Regions from separate parts of the Mus musculus genome. Here region 2 is linked to region 1. A link is a contact called in public promoter capture Hi-C data. All regions are on one chromosome and are shown on one strand. Each heading gives the region's core, a stretch centred on a gene start, on an enhancer-like site or on the middle of the called end of the contact. The rest is flanking DNA. Distances are from core to core; before and after follow the strand shown. Region 1 holds the start of Zxdc (ZXD family zinc finger C). Region 2 has its middle 19 kb from the start of Aldh1l1.

Evidence for each region. Promoter capture Hi-C pulls out the DNA fragments that hold promoters and counts their contacts.
Region 2: a contact with region 1 is called in a promoter capture Hi-C map of neural stem cells. The contact joins the enhancer-like site here to the promoter of Zxdc in region 1. A contact is called at or near these places in 4 of 39 promoter capture datasets (embryonic stem cells, liver and neural stem cells), 3 of 484 Hi-C or Micro-C datasets (cortical neurons and embryonic stem cells), 7 of 115 datasets of contacts at active chromatin or transcription factors (double positive thymocytes, embryonic stem cells, epiblast stem cells and 2 more) and 1 of 9 other capture datasets (embryonic stem cells).

What each region holds. Positions count from the first base shown.
Region 1 is chr6:90,368,020-90,371,400 of GRCm38.p6, reverse strand. Zxdc (ZXD family zinc finger C) reads right to left here and starts at 1,907. Exons shown (of 10, transcript NM_173002.3): 1 at 833-1,907. The coding sequence starts at 1,742.
Region 2 is chr6:90,530,052-90,533,370 of GRCm38.p6, reverse strand. No RefSeq gene overlaps it. Among named protein-coding and RNA genes, the nearest start is that of Aldh1l1, 19 kb to the left of the region's middle. Within about 2 kb of position 1,375, at least 14 of the 459 cell types and tissues checked have an H3K27ac peak or open chromatin away from gene starts, as enhancers often do. A contact at or near this core is called in neural stem cells and stem cell-derived neural progenitor cells, where this site is marked.

The sequences.
Region 1 (3,381 bases), core at 658-3,157:
AGAATCTGTTGCTTGTACAAGTTAAGTCTGGTTCTTCCTCCCAGCCCCATACAACACACAAGATATCCTTTTCAGGTGCTATACCCTACATATAATAATAATCTTCATATGAGAATAATCTACAATGCACATTACTAGTGCAGAGTGTATATAAATGTTAATGTGCAAGCTAGATGCTGGCTAAAAGTAAAAAGAACAGACATGATTCCAGAAACTGATTAGTCTGTCAAAAATCAGTATAAAAGACACAAAAACAGCTGTGTCACACACCGGCTCCTGATGAAGGAGCATCACTCTATTCATAATATTGGAAAGGACAGGGGTCTGATCCAATGTTCGAGGCGTCCTTGGGAGCTCTGTGTCCTCTAATCAATGGGGCTTCCAGAGAGGCTGGAGAGGGACCAGAGAAGCACCAATGTGTGCTCATTCCCTCAGTATTTTAAGGTGGCATATTTCGATTTATGTATCTTGGACCTCTGACTCCTCTGGTATTGTTGAACGAGTAGACTGAGAAAAATAAAGTCCTGACTCAACTCTGAGAAGAGGTCACTTCCAATGTAAGCATCTTAACAAAGGTTTGTACCCTCCCCACGGATAGCTGCGATTGTGCATGCCACTTGGCTGTAGGAACCCAGAGCTTCATATCTAAGTACCTGAAAGGGACTTCAAAACAAACACGGGAGTGTTTTTGCCTTATTCTCATTTAGATCAGGGCGCGTAACGCCTCCACCCCGACCTCCGCAAACCCTGCCCAAACAAGCGACAGTTTGGCCCTTGGGTCCAGACCCCGCCGGGTCCCGCCCGCCCCGGCAGGTCCGCGTCTCCAGCTTACCGGGGAAATCACACTTGTAAGGCCGCTCGGGCTCGAAGTGGCTGCGCTGGTGGGAGTTGAGCTTGGCGTGTGTGGGGAAGCGCTCGGCGCACACCTCGCACTTGAACAAGCTCTCCTGCTCGTGGCCCTTCATGTGCGCCTTGAGGTTGTAGACGGTGGTGAACTTCTTGCCGCAGCCGCCCACCGGGCAGCTAAAGGGACGCAGCTTGTCATGCGACTGCAGGTGCCGTTTGAGCTTGTAGGAGGTGGTGAAGGCCCAGCCGCAGCCATCCAGCGGGCACTTGAAGGGCCGCCGGCCCTGGAGGCTGCCGTGCGTCAGCAGGTGCACCTTCAACTGGTGCTTCTTGGCGAAGCTCAGCGCGCACTGCGGCTCCGGACAGCGGTAGGCCGGGGAGCCAGCGCTAGCGGCCACCGGCCCGCGGCGGGACGCAGCAGCGCTCGAGGGCTCCAGGCCCGGGGTGGTCGCGGGATGCAGGCTCGGGGCGGCTGGCGCGGGCGCCGCAGCCAGCGTGAAGACGCCGCGGTCGAAGCGCACCAGGAGGTCCTGGTTGTGGATGGTGACCGTGCCTGCCAGAGCTGCGCCGGGGGCGGCGGCCGGGACCTGTTCCGTGGGGCTCGCGCCCGAATCGGGCTCGGCCTCCTCCTGACCATGGGTGTCGGCCGCGCGCGGCACTTCCAGCAGTACCACGAAGGAGTCGCCGCCGTCCTCCGGGGGCGGCGGGCTGGGCCCCGGGGCCTCCTCTGGACGCGGCCCGGGCCCGCCATCTTCCGGGCCCCTCAGCAGCAGCAGGCGACGGCGCCCGGGACCGGCACCGAGGGACGGCCCCGCGCCGCGGCGAAGTCGGCTCGGGCCACCGCCATGTTGGTCTCCGCGCGTGGCCGGGGCGGCCAGCACCGCCGGGAGGTCCATCTTAGGCCCAGCTGAGGCGTCCGAACCGCAGCCACCGGAGAAGAGCTGCCCAGCCCTGCCAGGCATGCGCGCGACACCTAGGGTCCGCCCCCCGGGAGCCTCTGTCAAAGCTGAGCTTAGACTACAGCCCAGAGTCGCATCTCGAGCTGCGCGTGCGCAGGAGCCGTGGGCGTGGGCGTGGCGCGCGAGGGCTGTCGGGACTGTAGTCACGAGGAAGCCCAGGGGCTGGAGCAGGGGCGGAGCCTCCAACTTGTCTTGTGCTTGGAGTCCCAACTTGGAAAAAGAGGGTCTTCAGATTTGGGCTCCTACTTTTGCATCTGGGTAGCGCAAAGGAATGAAAACTGATTGCGTTTCTTAAGAGTTCCTGTGCCCTCTGTACTTTGAAAATACGAGCTAATTCAACCTGTGATTGCCAAGTGTAAGGAAACAAGTCAAGTTTACCTGTGGCCACATGATCCAGAACTGACACTCAGGCTTTGAACCTCTCCACTTTGCTTGTCATCTCTCTATGACCTCGCCGAAGAGCGCGTCTATCTGCTGCTACTGTGCCACCGACCTGATTTGCCCTGTAGCAGGTCCTGATGGGATCCCTACCTAAACCACTAAAGACATTCCGTGTTTCCTTGATATATGTCTGCCTTCTAAGTTGCTGGTTGTTCCCTGAATTCCACAATCCCCCTTGTCTCATACGGATTCATCTGGAATCACACCACTCCTGTCATCACCACTCAAATTCAAACTTATTTCACTCCTAGGTTCTCAAATAGCTAAGGAACCTGTCTTCCGCTCCACCTTTACCCAACTGTCTCCCCGCCCCCACCCATTCCAGTCCTTTCTGCCTCCAGCCTGTTTTCTGTAGGTCAGGCTTTAGTCTTCTGAAAGTTCAAATACTATTAAAACTTTGCCAACCTGCCATTTGCACCTACACTGGTTTACCCCCATTTCCCACCAATTTGCCCCTTAAAATGCAAGGGTATCTCCCTCCCCCTGTGTCTCCCTGAAGAGGGATGGAAATATGTCTACACAAAAACTACTTGCATGCTTATAGTAATCTTTGTTACAACAACTCGCCAGGGGAAACAATGCAAGTGTTCATTGTCAGATGAATATATATTCATACAGTGGAATATTTTTGAGCAATTACAGAGTTTTGCAAGTTATGTCATGACCAAACCTATGAAAAATATTTCAGCCACAAAAGAGAATGTGCTATAATGCCATTTATATGAAATGTCTAGAAGAGCTAAGTTATACAGACAGTAGATTAGTGGGAGATGGGGAATTAGGGCTAGCCTCTAATAGGGATGGGTTCTCCAAGGAGCAAAAGTTTTTGGCATTAAAAGTGTTGATTGAACAGCACATCTGATATACAAAAGCTACTGACAACAAATGACAGCAATGACACGTCTGTATGCTTCTATTAAAAATACATTTAAAAAATGAGCACAGAAATAGCACATCTGTTTGTGAAAAACCTTACCTGTCTGTATATGTGCTTATGCACTCTGTGATGGTTTGGATATGCTCGAGCCAGGAAGTGGCACTATTAGAAGGTATTGGAGTAGGTGTGTCACTGTGGGTGTGGGCTATAAGACCCTCCTCCTAGCTGCCTGGAAGTCAGTATTCTGCTAGCAGTCTT
Region 2 (3,319 bases), core at 126-2,625, 160 kb before region 1:
AGGGTTTCTCTGTATAGCCCTGGCTGTCCTGGAACTCACTATGTAGACGAGGCTGGCCTCGAACTCAGAAATTCGCCTGCCTCTGCCTCCCGAGTGCTGGGATTAAAGGCATGTGCCACCACGCCCGGTTTCATGGCAACTCTTATAAAAACAAAACATTTAATTGGGGCTGGCTTACAGGTTCAGAGGTTTAGTCCATTATCATCATGGAGGAAACCATGGATGCCTGCAGGCAGACATGGTGCTGGAAAGGCAGCTGAGAGGTCTACAATTGGATCTGCTCAGTAGGAAGAGAGCGTGACACAGTCTAGCTTGAGTTTCTGAAACTTCAAAGCCCAGCGATACACTTTCTTCAACAAGGCCACACCTGTTCCAATAAGGCCGCACCCATAATAGTGACACTCCCTGTGGCTAGAGGGGGCCATTTTCATTCAAACCACCACTCTGACAATGCCTGTAGCTTCAAAGTCCATTGTCTCTCTCTCTTTCTCTCTGGACATCTTGACAGTGGTAGCCTTGGCTGTCCTGGAACTCACTGTGTAGACCGGGTTGGTCTTGAACTCACAGAGATCCTCCTGCCTCTGCCCTCAAGTGCTGGGAGTAAAGGTGTGTTCCACCATGCCCTACTCTACTCTATTCTTTTTTTTTTTTTTTTTTTTTTTTTGGTTTTTCGAGACAGGGTTTCTCTGTATAGTCTTGGCTGTCCTGGAACTCACTTTGTAGACCAGGCTGGCCTCGAACTCAGAGATCCACCTGCCTCTGCCTCCCAAGTGCTGGGATTAAAGGCGTGTGCCACCACCGCCCGGCTACTCTATTCTTTTGATTCTTCTGTCATCTTTGTGTTTCTCTGAGAAAATTTCACAACTATGTCTAATTTAGTGAAGTATATGTATGGGTGGGAACTATGCCATGTGAGGGGTATTAGGAGGTCAGAGGTCAGTTTGTGGGCATCAGTTCTCTCTTTCCACCGAGTGGATCCTGGGTATAGAACTTAGGTCATCAAACTTGGCAACAAGCACCTTTGTCCACTGAGGTGCCCCCCTGCCCCCCCCCCAAGCAATTCTGAAAGAGAGTCTTTCTCTTGCAGATCTTTCAACTGTAACCCCTGAACCCAGGCTGGAGCATGCTTAATATAGGGAGAGGATCTGTCTCCTGAGAAGGGTATTCTTGGGTTGTGGCCATGAGAGATCATTCTGAAAAAAAACCTCTGCCCTCTCTCCAGCTTAGGTGAAACACAAAGCCAGATTTAGGGGCTGGAAGGCTGGCTTCATTTTGCACCAGACAACAATCTGGCAAAGTCCTGGCAGTGTTGGCTTCCATTATGGAGACGGCACTAAGAGGGTTTATAAATGGGTACTATTTTCCTCCCTCTGACAGAGGCACAAGACAGTGTTTGTTTTGTTGAGACAGGGTCTCTTTTGTAGCCCAGATGCCTTGAACTTGTGTTCAGCCGTTGGCTCCAAAGCCCTGGATGTATAGGCCTTTGCAACCATGCCAGGCCACAAGGTAAACATTTTTATGGCTCTTCACCATGGAAAACAGTGGGCTTCCTGGACATCAAACTGTGGGGATTTTACCCTTGACTGTGACTTGGAGCATCCTGCTTTCAATTCCAGTGAGACACCAGAATGTTATGTGATTCCAATGGTCCACAGCACCCCACCCCCACCCCCAGCTAAGCTGGCCCTGGCTATTTTTGCTGGTCCATGGTCTCCACCCTAGGTTTCTGTTTCTCTTTCCCAGAACTGCAGTAACAGAATGCTGCAAATCAGGGCGCTGAAAGCAGAAATGCATGTACTTGCAACCCTTGCAGGTTGGAAGCTCACCGATTGCCAGTCTCACTGCTTCTGAGTCATTGGGGGGGAGGGGGGGGGAGATCCTGCATCTTGGCTGGCCCTGGCTTGCAGTTGTGAACACCTGGGCTCTGCTTCCATTGTCACATGGAAACCACCACCCTCGATCCCTCACCCCCAGCTCTGTCCCATGTCTCTTCTCTACCCAAAAGGACACTCTTCATCCTGGGTGGAAGACCCAGATCTGCTTCAACGTGACCTCATCATCAGTGATTTAAGTAATTCTATACTCAGTACTGTTCTTTCCCACAAGGCCCTGGGCTGAGGTGCTGGGGACTAGTTCCTTTAGCATAACCTTGGGGGAGGGGCATTGCTAACTCTGTAGAACTCCTTAGCCACCAGTGTCTACAGACTTGGGAGCCATGCCTGACCCTCTTGCCCACACCCTCAGTTCTTAGAGAGCCGGATGAAAACTTAATGTTGTTCAGTTTTGCTCATTGTAGGATGCAGGTGATGACCTCTGAACTCTTTGTTCATGGAAGCAGAAGATGGATGCCAATTGTTGAGTTTACAGGGGATTTAACTCCTTCTTTTATAGACTCTTGGGTCCTGGGTGGAATCAGCATGGAAGGCCCCCTGGGTAGCACAAGCCACTTCCACACTTGACACCTGCTGTCTGTCACTGATGCTGGTTCTTTTATCAAGCACATTTATGGATGGCTAGACTTGGTCCAGCTACTCTGCACATAGCACTGGGTCCTTGCTGTGGTGCTACACACTCTGGCATTTACACAGCGTAGGCTAAGCACAGGGTGGTAGGGTGTGATGCTCAAGGAAAGGAAATGAACTAGGTCGTGGCAGCACACACTATTGATCCCAGTGCTGAGAAGGCTGAGGCAGGAGGATCTGAGTTCAAGGCCAACCTAATCTACAGAGTGAGAGAAACCATGTCTGGAAAAACAAACAACAAACAGAAAAACAACAACAACCAATAGACTTTAAAAATTGTTTCAAAGGGGTCTGGAGAGATGATGGCTCAGTGATTAAGAGCACTGACTGCTCTTCCAAAGGTCCTAAATTCAATTCCCAGCAACCACATGGTGGCTCACAACCATCTGTAATGGGATCCAGTGCCCTCTTCTGGTGTGTCTGAAGACATTGACAGTGTATTTACATTAAATAAATAAATAAATAAATAAATCTTTTAAAAAATTGTTTCAAAGGTAAAGAAAAATCATGATTATTGTTAAAACCATCACTATTCCAGAAAAAAAAATTGTCATATAAACTACAGGAGAGGATCTCCCTGTATCATCAAACTGTGCTTATTAACTCACTGGTGTGAACTTTGCCTGACTGACAAAGCTAGACAGTAAAAAAAAGTAAGTCTGGAAGCTAAGAAAGGCTGCCAGCCTGTGAGTGACAACTGTCAGCAAAGGCAAGATTCTTTAACATGTGCCTGCTTATGGTTCTTCTGCTCAGGATGTTTTTATACGACCCTAGGAATGTAAATATAGAAAAGGAGA